2 separate regions of the Anas platyrhynchos genome follow, and region 2 is linked to region 1. A link is a contact called in public Hi-C data. All regions are on one chromosome and are shown on one strand. The core of a region is the stretch at or near the end of the contact, and the rest is flanking DNA. Distances in the headings are between cores, read along the strand shown. Region 1 holds the start of ST6GALNAC1 (ST6 N-acetylgalactosaminide alpha-2,6-sialyltransferase 1). Region 2 overlaps UBE2O (ubiquitin conjugating enzyme E2 O).

Region 1 (7,203 bases), core at 2,983-5,482:
ACTCGCAAATGGGGTAGGTTTGATCTGAAGTTGTCAAGAAAATACAACCCAGAACACTACAAAGTTGTTTTACAAGGTCGCCTTTGATAGGAGAAGCTTCTTTATGAAATCACTTTCATGTTTTTGATGCCTTTCTCTTCTTTCCCAGGCTCTTTTCTCTCTATCTTTGTTTTGTTCTCCCTTTGTTTTAGATTATGTAGCACACAGCAGTACCAGCTCTGTTTTAATTTCTGTTTTCACATGCACAGCCGTGATATTTAAAGTCAAGGGGATAGCAAAATGCACTGGTGTGTTTAAAAAAACAAGTGGGTATTGTCTGTGATCTTGATTTTAGAGGTGGGGAGACAAAGAAACGGGGCTTTGGGGAGCTGAAGGTTTGAGCAGTGTTGATGCCTGTGAAATAATAAGCGAGGGCTGCAGACCTGCGTGGAGCATTCCCAGCTGGCATGCATTTCCGACATGTGAGGCAAAGATGTGTATTGAATTTCTCCACATCAGAATGGAAATGTGCCCTCTAGTGCTCAGCGGTGATCTAAAATAAAATATTGATCGCTAACGACTGTGCTTCCCTTCATCTGGTCTGGAAAGCGCACTCGGATGTATTTCGTGTGAGTGCAGAAATATACAGAAGAGGCAGACAAATCCAGGTGCTTGAGAGCCTGTGGGCAGAGCTTTCTTGACCGGAAGATCCCACGTCATTATCAGGCTATGTTTGGCCTTGGGACAATTGCATTTTAATTGTAATACTATGTAATTGGCAAACGAGCTTCCTCTTGCCAGGATCCGCTTTCTTCCAGCCCTGCCTGCAGCAGTGGTGCTGGGAAGGCAGCCAGCTGCTCCTGCTGGGGCTGAGCCTCGGAGAGGGGAAAACGCAGAGCCCCACTCATCAGGAGCTCAGCACGCGAAGGCTCCTCTGCCCTTTCCCAGTGGTCTTCTTCCATTGATCTTGGTCCTGGTTTGATTGCTTCTGATGCGTTGATGCTGCGCTCTCTTCTTTCTAGCAAAGGTTGTGTCCTAGTTTTTCCTGTCAATACATATTTGTACCGCTCCTGTTACAGGAGCAGCTTGCCTACATAGGACTTGCAGGGAGACTACCCCAGGTTGACTAATGACATGAATTTAAGTGGATTAATTACGGCGTATTAAAGCCTTATGCAGAAAACTGGCTGTGGCGGGGACAAAGGACTCTTGACAGGACGACCATGTGGAAGTAAAAGCCAGAGGCTGTATTTCCAGCCCAGGGGAGGACTGATGATGGTGAAGACGCAGGAGGAGCTGGGATTGCAACAAATCTGTGCTCTGAGTTGCCATGGCTGAATTGTGACCCCACAGTCCTTCAGGGACAAAATGAGCCTTGAAGTAACAGAAATTTCTTCTCCCTTGGTACAACCTAAAGCACCACAACCTCCTGAATTGTTTTAATCTCACACAGCAGAGTCAGGTATGAGGTGTGCAAGGCAGTGCTGCAATCTGATCTCGATCCTACAGGAGTCTGGTAGTGAGAACGTACCAGCCCAGATCAGAGCCACAGTGCACATTCATTTGGACCTAAAAAGCGATTTTGTAAACAGTTGCATTAATTCATGATGTACTTGAGAACACGATATTCCTGTACAGCCCACCCTTTTGTATTTCTGGGCAATGATCAGTAGATGAATGAACAATATAAACTCTTTTGTAAAGATTCCTCAAATAAAGCACTGTCTGACAAATACCAATCCTTGCGCTGCAGGACATATAACAATGGTTAACTTCTTCAGGTTAGGCAAAAGTCAGGATATAATTTTTTATGGGGAACAGGAAGTTAATCATCAACTGTGGGACTTCCTAGGGTTGTAAATCTGAGCTAGATGGTCTGTTGGTCAGACTCTGCCCACAGAGGAATCACCTTTTTGCTGTACTGACTACATGAGGCCATCTCATTTTTGACAGTGGCAGATCAACCCTTGAATCTAAGCAGATTTTATCTACGATCTTATCTTCCAGTGGCTGATTAAAGTCATGTCCACCCTGGAAGGCAGTCTAGTCTCTAGTTTTAAGGTAGGGTATACATTTTCAATTTGATGGTTTTTCCTGAATTACTCTGTATCTGCATACATATTCTCCTTACAGAATGAAAGGACTCTGTGCTGATGAAGCTTAATGCGGTTTTGTTATAGGGTCTGCTACATCAGGACATAGCGGCCTTACAAAATTCCACATGTGGAGCTAACCTGGAACTTTGAGCATAGATAAACCCTAAGAAACTCCAAAGCTGGTGCTAAAGCAGTCAGTTTCCTCTCCATATATAAAGAACCACAGAGAGATCTGCAAGATAATTGGATAGCTGGGAGGGTGGAGGAAGGAGAACCAGAAGCTATCCCTTTCTCATCTCACACGGGCAGGTTTCCTGCTGTCAGCAGGGCTTGTAAAATGACCCACGTTTGGTTTCATGTTTCGTTTGACCATGGTGTGCTTGCTCGAAGTGCGTGCTGGGGACTGGCTATTCCTACTTCTCCTTTTCTTGTTGACAGGGTTCAGAGAGAGCAGCTGGCTGCCATCTTCAGGCTCATGAAGGAAAAAAGTGACACATTTGGAGAGATGTCTGAAGGAGACATGAAGGAGCAGCTTAGACTGTATGATATATAACCCTGTAGCCAGTGAAGACTATGCCCAGAAGTCATCTTGGCCCTTATGCAGGACACTGGAGATTGTAGTACTATAAACATGTTTCAGTAGTTATTTTGCATTTCCAGGTTGTTTTGCAAATCTGTATAGGTCTATGATAAGTATTTTTAAAGACTTGCATTTTTTCACCCTTTTCATCATTTTTTCTTGAACTATCATGGCATTTTCATCTCATATAGAGATTTTACCTCTTTCTGGCTGGGCCATATGTCTCAGTCATTCAAAGCAGTTAAACTTTAAACTTTTCCCTGGTCATGCTTTGTAAGAACGAATTTTCAAACCTAGTCATTAATTGGTTTGAGACCTGATAGAAGCCAAAGATGATAACAGAACAGATTTAAAATGGATGAAGAGAATAGAATCATAAAACAATTTGTGTTGGAGGAACAAAAGGAGGTCTGTAGTTCAGCCTCCTGCTCCAAGCAGTATCAGCTATGGGATCAGCCAGGTTACTCAGGGCTTTATCCTGTCGGGTCTTGAAAATCTCCATGGATGGAGACTGCACAACCTCTCTTGGCAGAGAGGCTTTCAATCCTACAGTTAGAAAGGAAATAGCCAAAGACAAAGCATTTATGCTCTGATTAGATGTGAGCTGCCATTCCCATCTCCTTGAAAGGAATACTTCATCCTCCTTCACACTGGATTTTTGAAACAAATCCAAGACGATTCCGGCTGACCCCGCTGAGCTCATCTTCATGTGAAAACTGCAGCTAGCTTCAGCCTGGAAGCAGAAACATCTCTTCGCCTCTTGACTCTGGTAAAAACAGTACAGAAAGGTGGCTGGCATTTTTACAAGGACGATTGTGTCAAACTCGGATCCTATTCTCCTAGTGTAAAAATTATGTAGGAAACTATGTGCTTTGAAAACCTCTGTGAACTTATCGTGTTTTGAACAGTCTCGACTGACCCTTGGTGGTTTGGACAGAGTAAATCAGTGAGCATTCCTAACTTAAACTGAATGTCTTCTTGTGTACTTCTCTCTCCTATGAAATCCTGTTAAACATTTTATTATCAGGAAGGACTTTCTTGGTTTTAGTAACTGCTGACAAAGGGAGGAAAAATTTTCTGACCCAGTTGTATGGAATGATATTTTCATATTAGGTTTTTGTTTTGTGTAATTCTTTTGAATCTGAAAATTGTACCAAGTGTTTCATTATCTGATCAGTTTCCCACTGCAGCACATCCTATAACACTATACCATTTAACTTATAGGAATCATTTTAACTTTAAATGTTTTCACTTGAGTCAGTGTACCCTTATTATGAGATCAAGCTGGCTTTACTACCAAGTCATGACTTCACCTAAATGTCATATCTGAAAATTCTCTCGTTCAACAGGAATTAATTATGTGGGCAAAGTTGTCTCACGTTAAAAATCAAGCAGACAGAAAGCTGCTGTGTGCCCAGCCCACTATTTCCTTTGTCAACCTGTACAATAGGAGAAAGGTAGGAAATTTTTATGTGGGGCTTCTCCCTTATTGCAGCCTTATTCTTTTCCAAAATTCTCTTTGAAAGAAAGCAAAGGAGAATTAAGATTTGGATGATTATTTAGTTAGTTAGTCTTTGTCTTGGAGACTTTGCAGTTTATTCCCAAAGTATTTTTTTATTTATTGTTTTACATTTGAGCCTTCCCTGAACAAAACCACTTCCTCAAACACCTCGGTTTAACTCCGTGCCAGCAGCAACAGCCTCAAGCACGGAAGAACAGCTGCCATCAATCCCATCCCGCCACACCTCCCGTGGGCGGCATGACCAAAATATTGAGATGCTGCTGCTGACAGAACAGCGGTAATAGCCCTCAGCCGTTTATGAGGCCCATATTTAAGACAGAAATGAAGCCAGTTAAGCAGCCTCTGCCTGAGCCGTGAGGCAGAGGGCTGTCTGCGCGTACAGCCCCTGGTTGCTGCAGGAAGGCCCGGCACTGCCAGGCTCTGACAAACAGGAGCCCCTTGGACATGGCCGTGGGCATCAGAGGGGAGACGGCGCTCGGGAGCGGGGGGGCGGAGAGCTTTGGGCAACCGGGTGGCGCGACCGGAAGGAGCAGGCCCCAGAGCAGGCCCCGTTGCCATGGCAACCGGCAACTCCTTCCGGGAGGCACGGCCACGAGACCGCCATGCGCGGGTGCATCCGGTCGTGCGCATGCGCACTCTGCGTGCGCAGCCGGGCGCTGCCAGCGATGGGCGGGGGGGGGGACGCGCATGCGCGGGGCCGTCCTCGGCCGCACGACAAAATGGCGGCGGCTGCTGGCGCGGGGCTGTTTGTGTGTTTATATATTTATATGTGCGTGTGCCCCGTTCGTCACGGGGCTGCGCTAAAGTGCTTTGTAGCTGCTTTTTTTTTTTTTCTTTCTTCAAGTTTTTGTTATTCTCCCTTCTTCCGGGGCTCTTATGTATGTGTGTGCCTCACCTCAGGGTGCCCCAGTGTTGCGACCCCTTTATTGAACAAATAACGAACGGGATGTGCTGGGGCGGGTCAGGGAATAAGAGCATTCTGTTACACGCCCGCAGTCTTTTTGGGTGTGTTTCTTGTCTTTCATGCAGCCAAGTCTTTGAGCAGGAAATAGAGATCCAGTGCATTCTTTTTTTCTTTCTGTAAGTCATAATGATTGAGCTAAGGAGCTTCAGGTGGAAGAGTTGAAGGCAGGACACAGCAGATTTCCCCTCCTTTCACTCTGTTAGGAGCCTTGGTGGGGATTTCATCTGCAGAAAGTTACTCTACAGATCTCCTGTGTTTGCTTTTCTTTTTGTAGTTTACCTCTGATACCGGTAAACTCTGTGCTTTTTGTTTTGATAGCATCTGCTTTGCGCTCCAGCTGGTGTAAGTTACCTATAATTGGGCTTGGCCCAGTGCATTAGTACTTAAAGTGGTCGACTGTGCCAACCCTACGAGGAGTTGTGCCAGTGAGTGTGGCAGATGTATCTCATAGCAAAGAGATGGGTTTCCACTGTCATTTTCTTCAAAGGAAATAGGAATAGTAATAGCAGGGACAGGTTGTGGCCCCATACCCGCCATAAACCCTCTGCTATTTGTTCCTACAGTGGTATTTTCTATGTTACGTTGCCGCCTTCTGCATTCTTCGGGGGAGTTCCAGGGTTTTTGCAAACTATGTCAAATATTTTGATTAAATTCCTCTTAGGTATTTCTCAGAATGAATCAAAGGCAAAAGTTCTCATTAATATCCACCAGAGGAGAACACGTGGGAGTTTCCAGACTAGTTTTGGGGAAGAAAAAGCAATCCCCCCTTGCTGCAGTCTCTCTGAATTTGTAATAAACTGGATTTATCTCTGTAATAATGGTGGGAAGAGAACTGAAAAACCATGTTGTATATAACAGGCTATTTTAGAAAATATATTTTCTTCTGAAAAGTGAAATAGCCAGTTCTGAAACAGGCAGTAACTACTGGCTAGAAGGAATTTGTGTGGTAACCAAGCAGTGAATGTGTGGTGTAAGCATCTCCTTTAAGAAGGCAGTTTCACCTTTACTACCTCCCAAGCTTTTCTCAATGAGTCATGTTGATATGACACGAGGACAATATGGAAAAAAGACCAAAGAAACAAATCTCTAAAACCTGGATGTTTTAGCCCTTTCTGCTAACGTGTAGTGAAAATGCATACCTTCCCTTTGTGGCACGTGCGTGATTCTCCTTTCTCTGTGATATGACTAAAGCTTTTCTCACAGAAGTGGGGTTTTATAGGGCTTTTGATGTGTTCCAGGAATCTGATCGTTCATGTGAGTCCTCTCTAAATGTCAAACGACATGGCAGAGGTTCTGGTCTGAGTGCATGTTCAGACTGTGAGTTATGGAAGAAGCACTAGGTAGTAAGAATTCCTAAAGGTAAGCTAAGGAGATGAAAGCATAGTGCTAGCACCACATCTCTGAATCTGGCTTTCTGCAAGGACAACCTGGGAGTCCACGTGAATTCTGTTCACTTTGAATATCATCTTGTACGTATGAAGCTCATCTAATTAGTGGATCCCAGCCAGGAACTTTGGAATAGCTGTGAGATGCTCCTTTCTCTGAAGTGGAAAGTCTGCTTGAAATGCCAGCTTAATTCCCCAAGTAGGTCAGGAATGCAGTCATTGAGTTACCAGTGTGTAGTGAGTGAGTCACGGTGTGGTCAGCTGCTGAGAATGCTGTGTACTGCTCACATTTGTTCACTGCCAAATTTCATCTGGAACAATAAACAAACAAAAGAGGAAGCTTCGCATAGCTTGTTTCATCTTCATTTGTCTCAAAGAAAGGGGCTAATTGATCTTGTTTTCTGTGAGAGGGTAGTGTCATACCTCCGCTGCTGGAATTGGCTATTTTCACGTGTTAAACCGAATTGTTAAGGTTTCCACTGTACAGACAGATGAAACAGCCGTTGTCCTGGGGAATCCTAACCAGCCTCGACACATCACCAAAATTGGGCTGAACGTAGCGGGGGAGCTGCGTGCCTTCTCCGTGTGGTCATACGTAGGCTCACTGCAGCACATCTGGCTGCAAAGCTGTTTCCAGTGGTAAAATCCAAGGGTGAGGTATGATGACCAATTACCTC
Region 2 (7,203 bases), core at 3,384-5,883, 150 kb after region 1:
GAAAGTTTTGAGCCTTTTGGAAGGAATACTGTGCTTATATCCTTCTGGTGCAAGCGACTGGGAAGGCTTCATTTACACCTTCTCAGATTTACCATGATATTTGTGTAAGATCAGCTTGTGGGTTTGGGTTCTTCAGGTACCGTGCAATACAGAACACAGAAGCACGTCTCTCACATAGGTTATGCACAGATTTATTCCAGCATGTGGTGGTCAAATGGCCCTAATACACCTTGAAATGAAACTCATTGTACGCTTTGGGTTTTGCAGTAAGAGAACTCCTTAGGTAACCACCCCAAATGCTGTCCTTGCAGGTGCTTACCGGAGTGTGAGCCTCGCCGCCTGGTTCGGGATGTGACGAGGCCATCTGCGCGGTGCTTGGGCGAATAATTTTAGCAAGCCTTATAAAAATTGATGTCTATCTATACCCTGGTGGGATGTGGGAGGCGATGAAAACACTTCCCCGATCTGGAAATGGGCTGTGGGGGGCTTCAGGTTTCCCACCCCGCTGGAGCCCTGACTCCAGCAGTCGGTCTAAAAGCCTCGCTGGCTGCCTCCCTTCCTCCCCGACCGAAACACGCGCTCAGGAAGGCAATAAATACGCAGGTGCTTTGGTTCGATTCCGGATCCTGTCCTCAGATTATAGATTTACGTCTGATTTAGTAATGCAGGCTGCGAGCCAGGGCGTGGGCTGGGCTGAAATGCTGACGAAGCATGGTGGATTTTGGGCTGGGGATCAAGGAGAAGTGGTGCGTACAGCGACCGCAGCGAGATGAAGTCAAAGGAAGGCACGAAAGGCTCTGTCCCTGACACTCAGCTCCCGTGGTGCTTCCCAAAACGCCCCGGATGTAATTAGTGTGTTTGCATCACGCTGAGCTCTGCAAATGTGCTCGTGAGCAGCGCCCCTCAGCCTCGTGGCCTCCCCATCGGCGTGGTTAGGATCTTAGCCCTTGTACTGCATTTTTGTGGTGCCTTAGGTGGGAATTGCATTTTGTAGCACCCAGCCTCTTAATAACGCTCAATGAAACAGCCCAGGAGTGGTGTTCAGATCCCTGAAGCAGCTCGGTGAAGGATTTCTGCTGGACGGACGTGGCTTGGTGAACTGGCATGAAATGCCCGCAGATCCATCGGGCGATGCCTCCCGTACCCGTAACGGGTCCTGGTGCCACAGCTCTGTGGGGACTGATGTAGGACAGGTGGTGATGGCCTGGCTGCCTCTCCTGGTGCCAGCACTAGCTCCTCGCACCATGTGCTCTGTCAGGAAGTGGAGTGTGAGCGGTGCTGTGAGCTCATCCGTGCTGTTTCTGATGTTTTTTGTTACCTGCACGGACCTGCAGGCTGATGAGTGCAGCAGGAGATTTTTTTGTAGGCAAGTGCTTGCTGCAATGGGTTTGATACCAGAACCCATTCCTGCTGGCTAGGTCTCACCATACAGCACCTTCCTTAAAACTCTCCAGGCCAAATGGGATTTCCACGGGTATTTAGGGAGCATCTTGGGTGAAAAACACACAGAAAAAGGCACAGAAGTGTGGTGTGGTGCGTTTCTCCGTGTGTCTCCTGTCTCCTCTACTGCAGAGATGGGCTGTGGGTGGGAGGTGCTGTGTGATGAGGAAGGAGGCACTGGGGCAGGATGGCTGTGACCCTTTTTGTATCCTCAGTCAGGGACGGATCACCTGGCTGCTGCGTTTCAGGTCTGCCAACGGGATTTTGCAAGTGCTCCAAGGGGTTTAGGTGTGTGGAAGTGCCTCAGCATCCTCTGCTGAAAGCCTCTCCAGCCCAGAGGGATGGGATGCCGTTTGTGTTTGTCATGTCATTTCTGACCTAGTGTCACCCGGGCTCACTAAACCCAATTTTTCTTTTTTTTTCCCCCTCAGCTGAAGCTTGAAGATCGCTCTGTCGTCCCTCGAGATGTGGTCAGACACATGAGCTCCAGTGTAAGTGCTTTTTCCCTTGTCCCTTTTTGATCGTAACGCTGCTGCATGGATTTCTGAGGCTTGCCAAATTGCCTGAATGGAGCTGAGCGGTGAAGCTTTGAGTGTGTTCTATTTTTAGCCTGTTTAATAGACCTAGCAGCATCCTTTGAAAATGAAATGCTGATAAGGCTGCCTCGCTGCTGCTGCAGATCTGCAAAGGTCTCCTGAGCAGGCACGCCTGGGAATGTCAGGTAATGAGACAAGCAGCTCGCCTAAACCTGGCACCCTTTAAGTTTTAAATCAAGCCAGCGTGAGCTGTGGGGAACGTGCTCTCCCTGACCTGATGGGGAGGCTGGAGCAGAGGCAGGTCGCTCAGTCCCTGTGTACCTTTTGGTGTGCTGTGGCAGAAAGACAGGAGGAAATATTTTCCAGGAGACCTCTTAATCTGCAGCGAGCACCATCTTGTCTGATTCCTCCCAGAAGAAATGCAGCAAATCCCACCTCTGCTGGAGCAAGACACGCTGAAGTATCTGCTAGGGTGGCAGAAAGCAGGCTGGCTCTTAATCAGCAGCCTGTGATTGTTACCTTTACTACTCCTGGATGCTATTTTAAGTCCTAGTCATTTTGTTCTAGTTTTACAGCGTTTGTGCTCGTCGGAGACGCGTGGATGTGTTTTTTGTAGGGAACACTGGGAACACTGCTCCATATCGATTATCAAACGAGATGTGATCTCTTCGGGAGCTTAGCTGGGCTGGCAGTTCCTTGCTGCTGCTAACACCTAACCTGTAACCTCGAGCCATATGGCCTGCCATGTGTATGCTCGCATCTTCTCTTGACTTGCTTCCAGCAGCGTTAGCTACCGAGGCTGCGATGAAGCCGGCAGCTGGCCGCAGACTGCTGCAGTCACACCACATGGCGAGCAGCCTGGTGCAGGGATGGAGGAGTCCCTTCTCTGACCAGGCTGGGTGCTGCAAATAAAGCCCTTTTGTTTGTCAGTTAAAGGGAGAAAACCAGTAAGCCCATCCCTTTTGCATGGAGTGTTCTGAGGAGAAGAAAAGAGTGAAAAAAAAATTGTGAAGGGTAATTAGGAAAATGCTGAGACAAAGCATTTCCTTAAGAAATTGAATTCTTGTTTGAAATGGAAATTTGACTTCAAGATACCTTATTAAAACTGCAGCCTTATGAAAACGTTTTACTCCAAAACAAAGAACTGCTAGCAAATAGAAATATCAGCTCTTCACACTGCTGTCCCTGGCCCAGCTGGGCACCGTGGTTACCCTTCTTGCTCAAAAAAGGATGTTTCGAGTCCTGCCTCTCAATTCTCTGTTCTCCAATGCTTGGTACTGTCCTGAAAGCTTAAAATGACTTTGAGTTTTCTTCTTGGCAAGATGTGGATGTGCTTCTTTTGTTTGTGATTTCCACAGTCATCTAAGCAGAAATTGGCTTCTCTATCTTGCTGCAGGTGTATCGGTAGCTGCATTGGTGTGTCCCAGCAGGTGCACACTCCTTTCTTGTCTGTTTGCATGCTTAAAAACAGTATTTACCTGACTGTTTGTACTAGTGGCTGGTAACTTCATGTTTTATTGATGGAATGGTGAGTGCATAACTCAGTTTTTCTCCCCTCTATTCAAAAACACAGCAAATCCAAAGATGACTTACATTTCACCTTACCCTCAAGTGTATTTTAAATATCAGTGGTAAATGGAAAAAATAAACCTCTTTTATCCCAAAGAAAACCTTTACTTCTCAGATACATCACAAAAATTACCGAAGTCTTTAAAATAGAGAATTTGCAAGTGTCAGCCTGCCAGATTCAGGATGTGGGATGGCTGCCCTGCACCAGTTGGCCTGGCAAACGCACAATGTGGAACTTATTCTGTATTCACCACACTCTCCTCGGGCTTGTTCTTAACCTTGAGCGGGAAGGACTCAAAATCCTCCGTTCCTCAAGAGAAGGGAGCTGACTCAAATTCATGCGCTTCTCGTCTAGCGTTGAGTGTGAGGAAAGAATGCCTCAGGGTCTGAAGCGTAAAATGAGATCATTTCCCCTGAATGCGGTTGGGCCCCCACAGGTCTAATCCAGATGGATGAGGAACGGTGGCAGGCTTCATTTTTCCAGGTGATACGCTGGCATGGGGAAAAGATTTAGAAGTGGGTCTGTAATCTGTCAGACACCTGGGTTTTGTTGCTTCAAAGGCTGCTGGGCGCTGCTGTCCTCCCTGAAGGAAGGGATAAGAGGGTGGCGTAATTAGAAGAGAGCATTGAGGGAAGGAGTGGAAGGACTGGAGGCATAAAATGGGGGATTTTGAGGCTTGTGCTTGCTGAGCTGCCACTCTCCCTGATGGGGTTACGAAATGAGTCGCTTTGCTGTCCGTACACTGCTTAAATACTGAGTATCTCCACCGTGGTGTGTGCTGTTACAGATACCAGAAGCAGGAAGAAAGTCTGGGGGGCAAGCTTAATTTTGGGTGCAAATAGGGCTGGAATCTCATCTCTGCTTAGCAAGCCTGCAGTCCCCACAAAGAGCACTCACCTCCCCTTGCCAGTGCTGCTGCTGGGAGGATTGAGGGGGATTTTTTTAATACCAAAACTGAAACGTGGGCTTGTTTCAGATGCTCCTTTATCTAATAGGCAGGACGGGACGGTTGTGTTGGGGCAGGGCGGCTGGGAGCCGAGCCGAGCTGGCGACGTCTCGCCTGGGGACCGCAGTGCTGAGCTGCTGTAACCTCCCGGAGTGATTCAGCAGAACCGCCCCGCTGCAGGGCGGCCCCTGGCGCAGGCTGATGCTTCGTGTGACAGCGAAGTAAATAAACTGAGAGCAGCAAAGGTTCGGTGGCAGGTGAGGGAGGCGAGCTGTGATTCAACAGTCCTGGAGCTTCTAAGGCTGCTCGCAGTGCTGATCCCTGCTTTCTGAGCAGTCACGTACAGCGCTCTGTTCCTGCTCAAGCATTTTAGCCACTGCCCGTGACGAGGTAGCATCCCGCAGTAAATGGGAGCTGTGAGTGGGAGGCACTGGGGTACTGGTGTGGTACTGGTTTCGTTGGTTTGGAGCTGATGGCAGGAGGGCTTTTGCCATGTAAACCTGGCGGTTTGTAAGTCGATATAGACAGGGTGAGGGACTCAAATCCCAGAGCAGCAGCTTCCTTCGTGCTCGGCCTGAAGGGAATTTGCACCCAGCGTGGGCTGGGGTAGGTGAGGGGCACAGGGCCTCCGTAATCCATCCTGAGCTGGAAGCGCAGGGACATTGCAGCATGGAGGGAGAAATTGTGCTGCCTGCTCCTTAGCACCAAGTCCTGTAACCTCTCCACAGACACAGCCCCCTCAGAAGGCCCACGGGGGCTGTGGCAGAGCAGACTGCTCCCTGCTGGCCTTGCCCAGCCGTTCCCTCAGCACCCCCTCAGCACCGTGAGGTCCCCGGGGCCGGCCGCAGGCACGGGCAGGCCTGTAGGGTGCTGTGGGGCACCTTTGGGTGCTCTCCAGGGAAAGGCAGGGTTTCGGCCCAGAGCTGAGATGATCCACAGAAAGCACAGGTGCTGGATTGTACCAGAGGTTCTCAGAGCTGCTGCTGAAGGAAAAAAAAATCCTGAAACGCTCAGTGTAGAACAAGGCGGGCGTTTTTTGAGGATTTTTGTTGCTGTTCTCTGGCTACAAAGCAATCTAAAACATAACTGAACCAAACCCTAAACTGCAAAGGACAGGCTGAGGATGGATTTGAGCCTATTTAAATAGCCTAACATGGAGGAAAGGGTGGGTAAGCGGTTGTGCTTTGGCTTTTAGAAGCCGTGAGCTTGAGCAGAGCAGGTGCTGTTTGTGAGCAGGCCTCGCTCCTCCTGTGGCTGGAGCCGTGCTGGCAGCAGCTGCGGTGAATCAGGAACAGCTCTGGCAAAGCCTGCTCGGGGCTCTCCGAAGGTGAGAGGTAACAGCAGGGCTCTGCTGGGCTCCTCCTGGCTCTGCTGGGCCCTTCTGGCTCAGCTGGGCTCCTCCTGGCAGGCCGCAAGCTGCGTTAGCCTTAGCCACATCCATCAGCACAGCTCCGTCTGGGACAGGCTTCCTTTGCTTCCCAGCCTTTGTAGAAAGAAATAGCAGAGATCTGGGGGGCAGCTGGAGGGGATGAACCCCTGCCTCGAGCCCAGCTCTCCTGGCACAGTTCCTCTCAGGCAGCACGCGGGGACGCTGCTGTCCCCGACACCTCCGCAGGTGCTGTGGGCACAGGGTGAGTGCGGTGCGAGGAGGGGGCTCGCAGCAGGCAGGTGGGAAGGCAGACGGACAAAAGGGCTGAGCAATCTGTCCAGGAATTGCCCTGGACTGCATCTGCGGGGTGTCTTCGCTCGAACTGCCAGGCCCCGCCATGAGATGAGCGCCAGCAAACTCGTGAGCTCCCCAGAGGAGGAGCTCAAAGAGGGCTCTGGGTGAAAGCCTTGAATAAATATTTGATACGGTCAAAAGAACAGCGTGCTTATAAGCGAACCGAGCAAACAAATCCACTTCTCACGGGGTGTAAGCCCTTCAAGTGTTATGCTCGAGTCCTGTTGGAGCAGTGACCTTGATGTTTGAGATAAGGACAGCTTCAGGAGCCGCTGCTGTCGGATTGCCTCAGCCAGCTTTCATAGTGGACTCTGGTCTTTAATAAATCCAAGTATGGATTGTCCCAGCTGTCAGCAGGCCGGGGCAGCTGCCGTATTTGACAGTGTTTGGGTTAGCAGCCCTTCCTTGCAGGCCTCTGCCATATGTGTAAGCAACGTGCACACTGCGTGCTCCCTGCCAAGCAAGCCCCAGAAGGCTCTTGACAGCACGAGGTATTTTTCTTGGGGACAGAAAAAAAATAAATACAACTTCTTTAGCGAAGCGATGGAGATAATGACAGCCATCTCGTAATTGGACCAACTGCAAATTATCTGGCTTGAAACCTTGAAATCCGAAAGGTGCCAGGTTTTTTTTTTTTGCATGGCAGCAAGTGAAGGCCGTTTATAAAGTCCTGCAAAATCGAGCTTTATATGAGATGTCACAGACTGCTTTGAAGAATTCTTGCGTTCTGGGGTTGATCTACACTGCCTTTGTTGGTTCAGGGCAGTATCTGCATGATGGTCCTAAGGAATTGCAAAGATCTGCTTGCTTGTGTAGACCAAACAGCCAGGCAGATTTGAAAGCAAATAAATGCTAATCACCTGACACAGAGTTGTCTTATTTGAACAGATACTGGAGTCTCTGGGCTGCTGCATTAGCAGCCATTGCAGATTTTAACTGGGAAGAAAATGCCACGGGTCTTCAAGAGTGATGTCAGCCTCGGAGTTGT

Evidence for each region. A called contact is a pair of places that touch in the nucleus more often than the background predicts.
Region 2: a contact with region 1 is called in a Hi-C map of liver, with 2.0 times the contacts expected there. The contact joins the enhancer-like site here to the promoter of ST6GALNAC1 in region 1. A contact is called at or near these places in 3 of 8 Hi-C or Micro-C datasets (liver, skeletal muscle and subcutaneous adipose tissue).

The regions. Positions count from the first base shown.
Region 1 is chr19:8,375,742-8,382,944 of IASCAAS_PekinDuck_T2T, forward strand. ST6GALNAC1 (ST6 N-acetylgalactosaminide alpha-2,6-sialyltransferase 1) reads left to right here and starts at 4,233. Exons shown (of 11, transcript XM_072025667.1): 1 at 4,233-7,203. MXRA7 (matrix remodeling associated 7) reads left to right here. Exons shown (of 4, transcript XM_072025669.1): 4 at 2,514-3,621. The coding sequence ends at 2,628.
Region 2 is chr19:8,524,483-8,531,685 of IASCAAS_PekinDuck_T2T, forward strand. UBE2O (ubiquitin conjugating enzyme E2 O) reads left to right here. Exons shown (of 18, transcript XM_027471696.3): 2 at 1,872-1,931. Among named protein-coding and RNA genes, the nearest start is that of UBE2O, 29 kb to the left of the region's middle. Within about 2 kb of position 4,634, at least 6 of the 8 cell types and tissues checked have an H3K27ac peak or open chromatin away from gene starts, as enhancers often do.